2 separate regions of the Drosophila melanogaster genome follow, and region 1 is linked to region 2. The links are chromatin contacts, called in public HiChIP or PLAC-seq maps. All regions are on one chromosome and are shown on one strand. The core of a region is the stretch at or near the end of the contact, and the rest is flanking DNA. Distances in the headings are between cores, read along the strand shown. Region 1 holds the start of Aptx (aprataxin). Region 2 holds the start of vib (vibrator).

Region 1 (7,497 bases), core at 2,761-5,260, 180 kb before region 2:
TTAACATAATTTTAAAATGAACTTTCTATAAAATAAATCATATTTTAATGAAAACTGTACATAAGTGCTTAGATAAGCAAGCATACATGTACTGAGAAACTTAAACACCTTATTAACAAGATCTGCAAGATCATTAAACAGGCAATTTAACATGAAGACGATTCAGTTGAGCATTTCCCCTCAAAAGGACCTCTTCCTTGTCCATACTATAAAGCTTTCGTCTGCGGGCATGCGCATGGAAAAAGAACTCAAGTCGAGTGGTACTCACAGCGAGTCCTGCCAGTGAGCCTTTCTCTCTGCTTTCCACTGCTCCGAAGTAACGTCCTTTATGAATGGCCTCCTGTTGCTCGAGACATAACAGGTGGCAAGGCTGGGAGAGATAGCTTTAATGGAGCTGTTGATTGCTCACCGAAACTGGAGCCCAACGGTGGTAGCAAGTTCAACCCTGAGGCATATCGATGGAGCTGTCGTTTTGGAACCACTGCTAGCTTTGGGACACCTTGATACTGTAACCCACTAGAAAATTTAAATACCTGCTAGAAACACACGAGGACCTCGTCTATCGCAGGGATGTTGCCTTGAATGTTGTTTATGGTCCGATGTGTATTAGCTTCTAAGAACGGCAAGTGGCTTTATGCACTGTTAGCCCTATGTTCCGCCTTGTAAAGTGTAAAATGAATGGCTGATGAGCCCAGCATATGACATTTACTGCAAATTAACTAATTAACTAGTTTAAATTGTTAAGAGGCGCAGTCATTTTAGAACATAATATAATTAGAGGGAGTAAAATGAGCTTAACTGGGCCTAATTATAGCTTAAACCATTCAAGTCCAATTCGGTGTCTAAATGTTAAAACTATTACTAACAAAGAAATTTGTTTTAACATTTTTTGGTATACCTATCCAATTCAAGCGGCCATCCACTGTAAAGTTATCCCTCTCCCACTGGGACACTGATTACCCGACAAACTTCGTCGACTTTTCGAATTCAGAATCATAATTTAATAACAGCTCCAACTGGCGCTGGAGGAGGAGCATTGCTGATGCTGGCGATTCTCCTCGGTGACTGCTTAATTAGCCGTGGGTGGCTGTTTTTCCAGTTGGCCAGAGCACTTTAATTGAGCGCAGGAATGGGTGGAGGGGTGGCAAAGTGACAATTAAAGCGATATCTGCTTTACAAAATTTTCGCGAACTCCCAAGAGCTCACAAGAACTTTATTTTTAAAATATGACATACAGAAAAAAAATTCATATGGGAAAAATATTCTAGGAGTTGCGCTGTTTTGAAATCGTTTGATTTTGTAGAATCCCAAGTGATTTCTTAATTTTTCTTCCTGCCTTCATCTTGTTTATTGCAAAATGCCAATTTGGGAACGATTTGTGTGGATCTAAAGTCTTTCTGGTAGTTTACCAACTGCTGTTGGGAATTTGGAATTAGGAATTGTTTCAATAGGATAAATCATCCTAAGATGGTTTCGAGTTACTTGGAGGTGCGGGATCGCGATTCGCTCCGCCTTGATTCTGAACTTTGCCTACAGGTTGCAGGCGATTTTTCCATGGCTTTTTTTTTGGAGTTTGGTTTTTATTCGAATTTTGAATCTGCTGCTGGTTGGTTTGTTGGTTCTGGGCTTGTGGCTGGGCTTGGACTGTATTTTGGCGGTTCTGTTGATTGAATATCTTATTTGAATTCCATTTCGGTCTAGGTCCCTGTCCCTGACCTGGCAGCCCAGTTTGACCGCCGCCGACTGATGAAGCATTCGGAAATTGCTGATGGCCTGAATGATAGGGTGGATAAGGTTGCCGACATGCGTTAAATCCTGGAGGCCTGAATCTGTTCTGCTGTTGATGACACGGAAAGCGCGGACCAGTCCAAGGAGCCATTGGTCCACGGGGCCCAGAGCGGGGATGCGGCGGTTTCTGTGATTGTCTATTAAGGTGCGGAGTGTTCCGGAACGGATTGTTGGGATTGTTCTGATTCATCATATTCACAGAAGGCCCGTTAATGTTTTTGTCGTAAACATTCTGGGCCTGCTGCTTGCCCGGCTGCTGTTGCGGCGTTAAGGGCTTGCCTAGATGTTCATTGGGATACTGGGCGATAGCGGCAACGGGCTGAGCTTGAATAGGTTCCTCTTCATTCAACAGCTTCGGCTTTGCCTCTGCCTCATCCAGTTTGGTCTCAGATATCATTTGGATTATTTTATCGACTTTTTTCTTCTGATCGCGCTCGTCCTCCTTGCGCTGCCAGTGCTGATACAGGTGAGCTTTTAGATCCAGCAACATATTAGTAACAAATTCGCACTGGTTGCATCGCAATGGCGTCTTCTCTTGCAAATTATTGTACGTCTCCTCCGAAATGGATTCAATGGATCCCTGAACACTGAGCATCATATACGCAATTTGAAAGGGCATAAATAGTTCCGTATTGAAACTATTCCAGTGACTTATACGTTTCATGGCCATGGAATAGAAGTCGTTAGAAATAACATGTAGATTTAGACGATTCCAGAAAGTATTGACTTTGAAACCGATGAGAAAATTACGCGACTCCAGGTGTTTCTGCTTCTCGATGATTTGATTCGCCAGATCCATCATGTGATCCAGCAGGGGCAGCTGCGCTTCGGTTAGCTGATTATGGGGAAGGAGCATAAATAGTCAATTCAACCTCCTGCCACTAATCACACACTAGAAAAATTTCTAATGTCTTTGCACTAACCCACCTGAGTTATATCCCTGAACTCTTCCTTGGCCACCACCCTAAAGTGGTATTGCGATTTAGGATAGTCCGCTTTCATGACCACCGCCCGGTCACTCTCGATAAGGAAGTTCCTCTTATCATTTAGCTTGCGCTGCAGCTCATCTCGGATATATGCCAATTTATCCACCTCCATTTGCTTTTTGTATTCGTAGAAATCCACGAAATCGAAACAATATGCAAGTTCTGACGTTCTGTAACCAGCTGTGGGAAAGAACTGGTTCCCTAGTCGGACTCGCTGGCAAACTGATTTCGGATCTTGAAGGTGCCCCACCAGATGCCCCTTAAGTGATGGCAAATTTCTTGCAACAAACTCGCACTGATTACAAATGAGTGGCTTGGCCAGCAGCTCGTCTTTTAGTGATTTCGGGAGTCGCGAAATGCTATTCTCCTTCTCCAGCTGGGCGTAAAGCTCTAAAAAAAAAATATATATAAAAAAATTCAAATAGATTAGCTAATACTGCCACACTTTCTATATGGGAATGCTCATAAAAATTGGCACCGCCGGCAAATCTCTATTTTCTAACTAGATCATTCGATTTATCTGTTTTTCGCTCATGAAGCCTGTAGCCTGCGCCGTGTTCTAATAGCCTTACTTGTGTAGGGCACAAACAGCTCGGTGTTGAATGAGTTCCAATGCTTCTTGGTCTTCAGGCTTGTTGATACGAAGTCCTTGGAGATGACGTGCAGGTGGAGCCTTTGCATGCTCGGCTCCGCGTGAAATCCCACGTTGAAGTCCTGCCACCGGACTCCTTTCACTTCCACAACGTTCCTGGCCAGCAGATGCAGCTCCTCCAAAAGCGACAGATGGCTCCGGTTCAACTAAACGGAGCGAGAAAAATGTTACTTGGAATAGTAAAACGATGGAGACGGAAGCACAATCTTTGCGCACGTGAAAGATGCTGGGAATGTCGGCCAATGGTAGCACCAAGTAGTGATGCTGCGCCTTGGGAAACTTGTCTGCTATGACCACTGCGATTTCTGACGAAATGATCAAATTTTCTGGTTTCGAGATATCTTTGATTAGTGCACTTGACCAGGACATCACAAATGCTACTGCCTGATTTGCTTGGAATTGCAGCAACGGCGAGACTTTTATCGATTTCTGTGAGCGTATTTGCACAAAAGCAAATATTTTCGTTATTTATTTTGTTATTATATATTTCGTTATTATTTTGTCATTTATTTATTTGTTAACTTGCTAAGAACTGCTTTCTTTTCTTACTGGCAGTTGACATCCCAGTGCCGCACAGCTGGCAACATAAACATCGATAACTATCGACGTCTCACGACCCTACAGACTATTAAATCATCGTCTCCAACTGCACAAACTGAAAACAAAACAAAACCTCTAACAGCTGAATGTTAGTGTTGGAAAACGTATATAGGTAGAGCTGCTTCCTATTTATTCCTCTGAAAATATGTTATTAAGTTCAAAAACAGTGTAATATACATAACTTTTTTCATGCATTTATGTATTTTAAAATTTGTAATTTTGTGAACTTTTTTAATAACGATTTATGGGGATAGCAATTATATTATATTTGTGGTAGTCAAGCCCACTGTGCGAATGGCGTTGGATGCCGATATGAGGGTTACTCAATGGTATTTTTTCGCCGATCTCGCTGCGGTCATACTGTTGTTTACCTCTGTGCATGCCGCATAAAAGCAAAATTACGTGATAATTGTTTGTAAAAGCTGACTAAAATCGCTGCTGCCATGGAAGCCAAGCCCGTGCCGGCACCCCAGCCACGCCCCCGTGCCATGGCGGAGCCGCTGCACATCCAGCGCTTGGAGGCGGCACTCAACATGCGACCCTTCATGAACATGGCCAAAAGAAGTCTGCGGAAGCCACTGAGTAGCGACGAGGAAACGGACGACGAGCATGTGGTCAAGAGGGAACACGATGTACAAGACTCTGATGACTCCTCCACCGTGGGCGTGGTCCGGATGAAACAGTCCAGCAAGCGGAAGAGTCGTCTGTTGGCCAGCAAGGAAGGTGAGTTGGTATCTGGAGCAGTTTAGTACACCTCCTAAAATTTCCCCCAACAGAGCGACAAAGTGTCAAAGCACAGCTTTATAACTTCAACGATCTGACCAGCGATCGGGAGTGGCTATACGATCTCCTCTTGAGCGACACGGAAAGCGACGATCCCACTATCACCGAAGATGAGTATGTGCAGCAGCTGCTGAGAGAGCACGTTCGGGAACAGCGTCAGCGAAAGAACTACTACAAAAAGGCCGCGGTGAGTGATGCTGATGTGTCTAGTAGTTTGGTTTGCAGTTAGTGTATAAACTGATGTTATTAAAAAGATTATTTAATCCCTTTCAGAATGCCCAGTATGCATACTATGGCAGCGGCTTGCTGTCCAATCACGACATCTTTGCCGAGCGTCAGCTGGCGACTGCAGGAGTGCGCAAGAGGCGGCGTCGCACCAAACAGGAAATACTTATGGCCCGTTTGGCTGAGGCACAAGCTGGACCAAAACCACCCAAACAGAGAAGAAGAGGCCGCAAGAAGCGCGATAACATGGGATCACCAGAATCCGGCGAGGTGCCTCCGTCAGAGCTGGGTAAATATACATTTGGTGACACACTGCCCAACAACGAAGACGATGACGAGGATGGTGGCGAGGTTGACTACAAAAGAGAACTGGCCAGCTTGGCGTTGGATTATCCGGAGGAGGAAGAGATCGAGGAGGAGGTAGATGTAGAAGGCGGCACCGAGGGACAAGTGACAAAAGTTCGGCGAAAGCGAAAGAACCCAGCAGCTTTGGCCGCTCGTCGTCGGCGGATCTGGCAGATCATGTCCAAAAAGGAATCTGGCAGACTGCAACGCATCAAGAGTAATAATCACAAGGAGATGCTGGCCAATTGCAAAAGGGTGGCTGGCATGTGCGCTAAAGTGGTGCGACAGCGTGCTATTAATTCCCAGAGGATTATGAAGGAAACCGTGTGGCGTGCCAAGCGACTTACCAGGGAAATGCTCGCCTATTGGAAGCGGTACGAGCGCGTGGAGCGGGATCAGCGGCGCAAGCAGGAGCGAGAGGCGGAGGAACAAAGAAAACAGGACGTAGAACTTATTGAGGTGAAACGTCAGCAGCGTAAGCTCAACTTCCTGATTACCCAAACCGAGCTGTATGCCCACTTCATGTCTAAGAAACTGGGCCAGGGCAGCGAAGAGGATCAATTGCGCATTCTTAGCCAATTGGATGAGGAGACCAATGCCAGGTTGGCAGCTCAAGATGACTATGACGCAGGAGAGATGAAACTTTTGGCCCAGGAGAATGCCGAGGCAGCTATGCAAAGAGATCTGGACAAAACCAGGGCATTCGATGTCTTTGCTAAAAAGAAGGAAAAAGAAGAGGAGGAACAAGCGCAGGAAAGTGTGGAGGACATAAAACCAGAACCCCGTCCCGAAATGAAGGACCTACCCCAACCCAAAATGTTTAAGGGAACTCTGAAGGGTTACCAAATCAAGGGTATGACATGGCTCGCAAACATCTACGATCAGGGAATCAGTGGTATCCTGGCAGATGAAATGGGCTTGGGAAAGACTGTCCAATCGATAGCTTTTCTTTGCCACATAGCCGAGCACTACGGAGTGTGGGGTCCCTTTCTAGTAATCTCACCCGCTTCTACGCTTCACAATTGGCAACAAGAGATGTCCAGATTTGTGCCCGACTTTAAGGTGGTACCATATTGGGGTTCACCTGCCGAACGAAAGATACTGCGCCAGTTTTGGGACCAAAAGCACTTACACACACGCGACGCCAGCTTTCATGTGGTAATTACTTCGTACCAGCTGGTGGTCAGCGATTACAAGTATTTCAACCGGATCAAGTGGCAGTATATGGTTTTAGATGAGGCACAAGCCATTAAAAGTGCCGCCTCGCAGCGTTGGAAGCTATTACTGGGCTTCAGCTGTCGTAATCGATTGCTACTCAGTGGCACGCCCATCCAGAACAGCATGGCTGAGCTGTGGGCACTGCTGCACTTTATTATGCCAACGTTATTTGATTCCCACGATGAGTTCAACGAGTGGTTCTCCAAGGATATTGAATCGCATGCGGAGAACAAAACTGGTATTGATGAAAAACAAATTTCCAGACTCCATATGATCTTGAAACCCTTCATGTTGAGGCGGATAAAGAAGGATGTGGAGAACGAGCTGTCGGATAAAATTGAGATTATGGTCTATTGTCCGCTGACCATACGTCAAAAGTTACTATACAGGGCGCTGAAGCAAAAGATCCGCATTGAGGATCTCCTTCACCTGACCAGTGGATCAACCACTACTTCGTCCTCATCTTCGGCATCGAACCTGATGAATCTGGTCATGCAATTCCGCAAGGTATGCAATCATCCTGAGCTTTTTGAAAGAAGGGACGCAAGAAGTCCGTTTTTCATGCGCTGTGCGGAGTATACCATTCCCAGATTGATTCATGAGGAAGGACTCATACACAGAATGCTGCCCAGTCGAAAGCACTTGCTCTATAACCGGTAAGTGGATAGGTTTTGAACATTTTATCATATTTGAATTTTTAATCCTTGACTGCCCATTTGCAGGTTCAATATCTTCAAATCGGAATACATACAGAGGTCTCTCTTTGAGGATGTGAACGTGAATAGTTGCTTCGGATTTACCCGGCTTTGCGATTTATCTGTGGGAGATATGGTAGAAGTAACTTTAAATGGACTGATAGATTTGTGAGTATTCCTATACCCTTTACCTGTAAGTAACATG
Region 2 (7,279 bases), core at 2,404-4,903:
GCACGCGCTCCTTGTCGGGATTGTGGACATTGGACTTGGTGGTTCGGAATGGCATAAACTTTTCCCTAGGAGTATTCACATTTGTTTCCGTCTTATCGATGAGGTAGAGGGCATGCTGATCGGGAGGCAGCTCCCTGCTCAGCTTTGCGGCCACTTGACTGGCGTCGATTTCTACGATCTCGGCAGGAAGGGAACTGGTGTCACTATGTCCTGCCAAGGCGGAATCTGGGGAGTCGGTTGGTTTCTTAAACTCCTCGATATCCGCCAGATCATCTGCCGTAATGAAACTCGTTGGCGGAGGCAAAACCTTGACCTTCTTCTCGTGCATTGTTCCCTGCGCTATAATCCGCAGCGGATCCATCTCCACCTCATCATCGCTGTCCAGAATGTCGTCCACATGGGCGCCCTCGTCCGTGTTTCTGCCATTCCACTCCAGATTGTTGAGAGCAATTTTGCCCTTTTCGACAATGTTGAGACCGCTCAACATTCGAGTCGCTTCCTCTACTTCATCCCGCCTCCTGATCTCGGCCAGTAATTTGTCGTACGACTCCTGCAGACGCTTTCCCTTGTCCGGCAGTTGGTGCAAACGCTTTCTAAATAGAGATAAAATTAAATAAGATAAATTCACAGGGAACTCCACAGGTGGAAACTAAAACTCACTTGAACGACAGAAAGTGAGACTGCCTGTCCTTAATCTCCAGCAGCTGCGGATAGGTAAGGGTCTTCAGGTCCTTGCTGTGCTTCTCCTTCGCCTGGCTGGTGCCCGGGATACGGCTAAGCGGAGCAGGAATCACATTATCGCCCATTTTGGCTCACTTATTTTGCTCATAAGCTTAGTATGACCGTGCTGTGGTTGCGATAAAATACTTAGTGCTGCTACGAAGCAAAGGGCTACAGGAGTTCACTTAACGCCTATCGTTATCGACAAAAAGGCGCGTTATTCAAAAATATACATTAGTGCTTCTGATTTCTGTGCGGAATACATTCCTATATTTCTAATCCACCCCAAGCTAGCTTTCTGAAATCCCTCATATATTTCCATAAGATATAATTAAGTACCCATATATTATTATTCCATGCCTAACGACGCGATAATCTATTCTGGTCCCTACGAATTGGGACGCCTTCGCCGGCGTCGTGATATGCGTGTGGCGGAGTACCTCTACAGGCGTTCCATTCGCACACGCAATGCGGATCCCGAGATGACCGTGTGCCGTTTTATCAAACTGCTGCTCTACTTCATCGGATTCTTTTTCGTTTTGGGCGTATTCACAACCGGATTGGCCCTCGTGATGATTGCGAATCATATATATCCGGATAGGCCGGGATGCAAAAAGTTCCCCGGACTAGCAACCGCACCCGGACACCATGTCGGTGATCAGAAGCAAATTATGTGGAGCCCTAATAACATTAAGGATGTGGCTAACATACAACGCGCGATAATGCGAACGGTGAAACGATACGGTCTCGAAGGCCCGAAGCGCCTGATGGGCTGTAACATAGACGACAGTTGGGGCTATATGTCCGGCACGCCGTGCATTCTAATAAAGATCACCCAGGCATTGGGCTTCCAGGCGGTAACCTACGATGACGCCCTAACGCTGCCCGAGTACGCTCCGGATGAGCTATTCGACTATGTGGTGGGCCTGGGCTCGGAGGAGCGCTTCAACCGCATCTGGGTGTCCTGCCAGGTTATTGAGCCAAGAGTGGACATTCAGTTCGACTACCATCCGGTTCGCTTCTTCGATGCCGAAGAGCTCTTCACCTCCGGCAATGTCTTTCTCAACGAGTCTTCGGACGACGACGGACCTACTTACAAGGAGGATCCCCGCCTCAGGCGCATCATCAGTGTTCGGTTGAGCAACATTCCGATCAACGAGGACATCCAAATCCACTGCAAGGCGTGGGCTAAGAACATACCGCTCCATATGGTAACGGTCAAGATGCTGGTGCGTCTGACGGCACCAGTTCATCCAACCACTCCATTGGTGCTGGACGAGTGGTACGAGTGAGATCAGCTAACTCAGCTGGATTTATTAATGTATTAATAAATACTTAACAAAATAATAAAACTATTTGAGAATTATAGTTTACTCCGCTTTAGATTTCATAGTGAACCGAAGCTACAAGCTTCGAATATTTCCCACTTACGCCCACGTAACCAGTAGCCAAATCAGAACCGGAACGATCGCCACGATGCCGGAGGACGTAATGGTGCCCGCTGGGGACTACAAGCTGGTCAAGCAGATACGCCGGAACCAGGAGACACGTCGCAAGAAGGACCTGCCGTGGTCGAAGAGGATATTCGACATAGACGAGCACAAATTGTTCGGACGCACAGCTCTGGGTTGGATGCGTATCACTGGCTTCTACCTGGTACTATACGCCCTAATCGTGTGCATTGTGGCCTTTTGGTTGGGCATCTTTATGCTGGCCATCATTGATCCGAATAAGCCGCGCTGGCTCAAGGGTCCGCCGGGTCTGTCGATGGTGCCCAACCAGAATCGATCCGTGCTGGCCTACTTTACGCACATCATGAGTGAGGTCAATCCGATTGCGGACCGCATCGACGATTTCCTGAACAAATTGAACGACAATGCCATTGACTTCTTCGCCGATTTCAACCAGGACACTACGTGGGGCTACGCCACCGAAAAGCCGACCGTCTTCATCAAGCTGAACAAGGTTATTGGCTATGTGCCGGAGACCTACGACACGCCAGATGACTTGCCCAAGGAGGCGCCAGCGAGCCTTCAGGACACCGTGGGCAAGCTGGGCAACACGCCCAAGATTTGGATCACCTGCGAGGTGACCAATGGGCCCAAGCCCGAAATGGTCTTCTATCCGGGTCCATATTTCGAGGCCTCCGAGAACATGAGAGGAGTGACGCGCGTGGTGGCCATCCAGATGAACAAGATGCCCGAGAATGCGAAGACCTTCTTCAGCTGCAAGGTGTGGGCCCGAAACATACCCATCGACGATGACTACCAGGGCATGGGAATTATCAAGTTCGCGCTGAGCATGCGCACCGATGATGACGGCAATCCGGATTTCGAAAGGCCCTCCACTCGTAAGGCACCCCGCGAAATAGATCTCGAATCCGAAGAGCTCGTTCCCGAACCGCCATCTCCAAATCGACCAGAAAGTATGCTCGGAGGATTAGAATTGCCGCCACCGCCAGAGGATGAGAAGGACGCACTAGACGCAATGGGAAATGATGCCAAGAAGGAGGAAATGACGGAGCCACCAAGCTTATAAGAATTGGAATCTATTACTACTATTATTACCATTTGGAATTCTAGACAAAATTTGCTTATGTGCAAATTACCTATCTGTGTAGGTGTTCTTTAGGTTATTTAATTTCGAATAAGAATTGGGGGTAACCCACATTTTCACATTTCAAAAACCTATTAAATCTTGTTTCTGTTCTTGTTTTTCATATAATCAAATGATAAATGATAACTGATGATCTTTGATCTTATAGATTTATATATAATTTTATTATAACTATATTATATTCATTAACTTTTTATAATAATTTTAACAGCATGAGTCACCCTAACAAGCTGCGCACACCTAGATAACCCGCTTGTGCTATCGATAGTCGGCGACGGGCAGCGCCCACCACCAAGTGTGACCAAGGGGCATCGCCGAAATCGATAGCATCCGCCTATCGGAATCGAAGTGTTTTGCACGAACATCGAACTTTAGCTCCGCTCCGGACACGCAGTAGCTAAATAACAAACTCATTACTAGTATATTACTGCCGCCGATTTGCAAACGCGTACCGATCCCGATACCAGGCCAATCGCACTCCCCAGTTGTACGTCATCACTTAAGTAATAAATCAGCGGCAAATCGCATAAATTGCTATTGATATTCCGCCCGCTGTGTGTGCGTGTGTATTTGCAAGAGAGTGTGTGTGTGCATATGACTCGTGCGTTTAGCCGACAATTGGAGAAAAAGCATTAGAATCCCAATTGGCTAACTAAACTAAAGTTGGCTTGGCCAAACATAAACAAAAAGTGCGGGCGCAGCGATTTGGCAGCGAAACAAAAACACCAAAGTGTTATTGGCAGATATATATGTAAATTAAATATAGAAAGTGCGTGCGAAGGTTAAGCGTAGAGTGCAAGTGCATTTATATTTGGAAATAATAAATGCTACAATTTAGTTGAAATCCGCCAGCGAATTCGCATTAAATCTAATTCTGTATTTTGTACTCTCTCGCAGCGAATCAAGCAGGAAAATACCGGATAATAATTGGCAAAGATGCAGATCAAAGAATTGTGAGTACAAAACTGTATGTTTTTACCATTTACCTGTGATTATTTGATGTTTAAATCGCAAAAAAAAATCTGGGCAAGCCGCAAATTATTTGTGACAAATCGATTTTACACTCTCTTCGTGACATTCGCTCTCTCCATTTCTCTCTGGTCGCGTGTGTTGCTGCTCTCTCAGTTCTCTCAGTAGTTGCTTTTGTTGTATTTAAGTTTGCGGGCATTTTCCGCAACAACAACAGAACCGTTTTCTTATCAGCCCCCTGACGCCCCCTTTTCCGCACACCCCCTCTCTTTCCATCTCGCTCTATCTCAGGTATTTTGCAGCTGTGGCGATGACGTAATGAGTTTAAGTCACATTTTGGAGCTACGTAAGCCAAAACTTACTTCTTATAACCAATGCCACTGCTAATTAGTTTTGGAAACTCCTTTGAATCATCGATAATCTATACTATATACGTAAAGATAATGCTTTTTAGGCGCTCGGCGACGCCACGTTGTCGACTTTTTCAGTGAGTCACTCTCTTTTGCGCCTCTCTTTTCCCATTACTCTCTTTTCGGCTTTGGGCCCTGCGATTTTAATCAAACAAGTTGTTAAGTGCGATAAGGTCGTTGCGTTAACCCCACTAAACTGACTCATCGTGCATCTTTAATCCTTTTCGGTCGCAAAGCACCAGGTGACATTCTTCTCATACATTCTTCTCATTTGCAAATGGCTCACGTTTGCCACCCTCACATTCCCATTTTGGCAATGATACTTTTAATTTATTAACGGAAATTGTCAAAAGTCTGACATCAAATGGCTCGGCTTATAATTGCTTTGACTTTGACAGCTGTCGGAAAATCAAGGAAAATCCGAGCGGCTTGCATACAGGAGATTGAAACTGAAAGCTCAAACACACAATCTCGGTCTTATCATTTTTCGTATGCGCAATCATTCGCATCAATCTTATAATGGAAACTCAATTGTATATAAACAGCACCTTTTACTGATAGGTGTTAAGTGTATCGGTTTTGTAAGCTATTAATTCTCATACGATCGGTTTCTGGCTTAAAGTACACAGAAATCGATTTCTACTTTTGTGTTGCTAAGCTTGTATTGTATAGCTTATTTTTAATTACATATCATTTAAGAATATTATTGCAACAAAAACATAGGTATATCATTAATCATAAAGAAGAAATGATATGGAAAAATTTTAAAATGGAAAATTTTTAAAAGCTAGCGAAAAATCCGTGGCATTTGGTAGTTCATTACAGCGTTCGTTCACAGAAATGTACACAATTCCTATTTAGATTACCCATAAAATGTATTTATATCATTAATATTTATCATATGGTGTACGATATGTATTCAAGTGTGCAACGACCAAAAAGTAAACTAAAGCTCATGAAGTATAGGTGAAAATATACTTCTGCCGGTCTTTAAATAATATACATTTCTGGGAACGTTTTGTATTGCTCGAAATTTTTAACAGAGAATATGGAAGATTTAAGGCAACTGCATTTTACTGCACAATAAAATTTTTTTTATTTTATTTATTTAAATACGCATAAGTTGACGGGCAGTCTTCACGAGAGGCATTAATGTTTAATTGTTCTCGACGCCGTAATCCCAACACGAATCCGAAGCCCGTAGCATTTGCATTTCAAAATGTTTTTCCTGCCAGATTTTCGCATTTTTTTTCGTCTGCCGCCTGTTGGCGTGTAAACCATTTGGCAATGAACATTTCAGCATCGTCATTAAATGAAAAACAAAGGTGCAAATAAAGGCAACGCGTGCCGCATCACAGGTTGCTGCAGGCTGATAAACAATTTTGAATGGCCGGCGGGCAAAGTGGCCAAATGAATAAAAAGCAGCTGAAAAGGTAACAACAACGAATTGTGATAGTCTGCACTTGGCATGATTTATCTGAAATTGTGTTTTATTGTTCACAAAATGTTTAAAGTGCTGCACTTTATTTGTTGACATAGTAAATATAGCTAGTGAATTTAGAATACAGAATTTATTGTGGAATCAAGCCAATAATGTTAACTATATTTACGTGATTATATCAGCAATTGGCTGGAAAGTTTAAATAAATAAACAATGGTTCAAATAGATTATATATTCTTAGAATTTAATGAAATCGATCTTATTGCTGTACGGCCAACCATCAAGCAAATTCATTTACCCTCGTCCATAGGCCACGTTTTTGCGACAATAAAGTTGGTGTGAGTGCAGGTTTCTTTTTTCAACTTTCAACCGTCTCAACTTTGATCTCTGAAAGCAAAAGCTTGTTGTTTTCAATGTCGGTCCTTTATGGTGCTCGTCATAAACCAGCTGTAGCGTGACTTTTACTGCCCCAAACTGATTGGCCTCTTTGTACACCACACATGTATCCGTCAGATACAGTTCTCCCTTCGCCCTCCCCGCTCGCCCAGCCAGCAATCAATTTGAAAATGGCACGAGCTCCAATTTAGTTCCGCCATTTGTGCGCTTTTTTATGTACTGCGATAAGATAACACGCAGTGTTTGGCTTTCGACTTCAATGCGTCGTTTTACTTCACATCGGCACTGTACTCATTACACGTTTCGAGTGTTTCGGGCTTCGGTTGTTTCGAAAATGTTTGGCAATTGAGCGTGCCGGCTACTAAGCGCCAGCATAATTGGGCTCCAAATATGGAGATACATAGTATGCTATTATCCGAATGGGGGCAAACCGCGAAATGCGGCCTTGATTTAAAAAACAACTTCTCTTCAATGGTGCATGGCCATATTATAATTTCACTTGATTTCCATATGAGCTTTGTCAGTTATCAGTTACGCTTAAGAATAGTATATAAATGGTTTGGCTATTTAGATAGCTAATTACTTATGGCTTGTAAATGGCTTAAATTATAAACACATCAGAATATCTACTTATGTTAATGCAAACACCTACTGCTTAACAGGGATAATATCGTTTTGTTATATGTATTGTTAGTTAGACGAAGGTTTAGCACAAATGCTTTAATTT

Evidence for each region. HiChIP or PLAC-seq counts read pairs in DNA pulled down with a chosen protein or histone mark.
Region 1: a POLR2A S2P HiChIP or PLAC-seq map of the Kc167 cell line shows a contact between it and region 2, with 5 times the contacts expected there. The contact joins the promoter of Aptx here to the promoter of vib in region 2. A contact is called at or near these places in 22 of 107 Hi-C or Micro-C datasets (the D17-c3 cell line, the Kc167 cell line, the OSC cell line and 11 more) and 3 of 6 datasets of contacts at active chromatin or transcription factors (all in the Kc167 cell line).

What each region holds. Positions count from the first base shown.
Region 1 is chr3R:19,399,968-19,407,464 of dm6, reverse strand. It overlaps Aptx (aprataxin), which reads right to left and starts at 4,010. Exons shown (of 5, transcript NM_169858.1): 1 at 3,976-4,010; 2 at 3,643-3,855; 3 at 3,347-3,572; 4 at 2,716-3,164; 5 at 1,171-2,623. The coding sequence starts at 3,795. The coding sequence ends at 1,463. It overlaps Ino80 (INO80 complex subunit), which reads left to right and starts at 4,312. Exons shown (of 14, transcript NM_169854.2): 1 at 4,312-4,749; 2 at 4,803-4,996; 3 at 5,083-7,253; 4 at 7,320-7,460. The coding sequence starts at 4,470.
Region 2 is chr3R:19,223,025-19,230,303 of dm6, reverse strand. It overlaps vib (vibrator), which reads left to right and starts at 3,653. Exons shown (of 9, transcript NM_001275797.1): 1 at 3,653-3,823; 2 at 4,234-4,289. The coding sequence starts at 4,273. CG11703 reads left to right here and starts at 2,124. Exons shown (of 1, transcript NM_142535.3): 1 at 2,124-3,401. The coding sequence starts at 2,197. The coding sequence ends at 3,258. CG5250 reads left to right here and starts at 1,028. Exons shown (of 1, transcript NM_142536.2): 1 at 1,028-2,087. The coding sequence starts at 1,077. The coding sequence ends at 2,012. Polr2M (RNA polymerase II subunit M) reads right to left here and starts at 841. Exons shown (of 3, transcript NM_142537.2): 1 at 661-841; 2 at 1-593. The coding sequence starts at 806.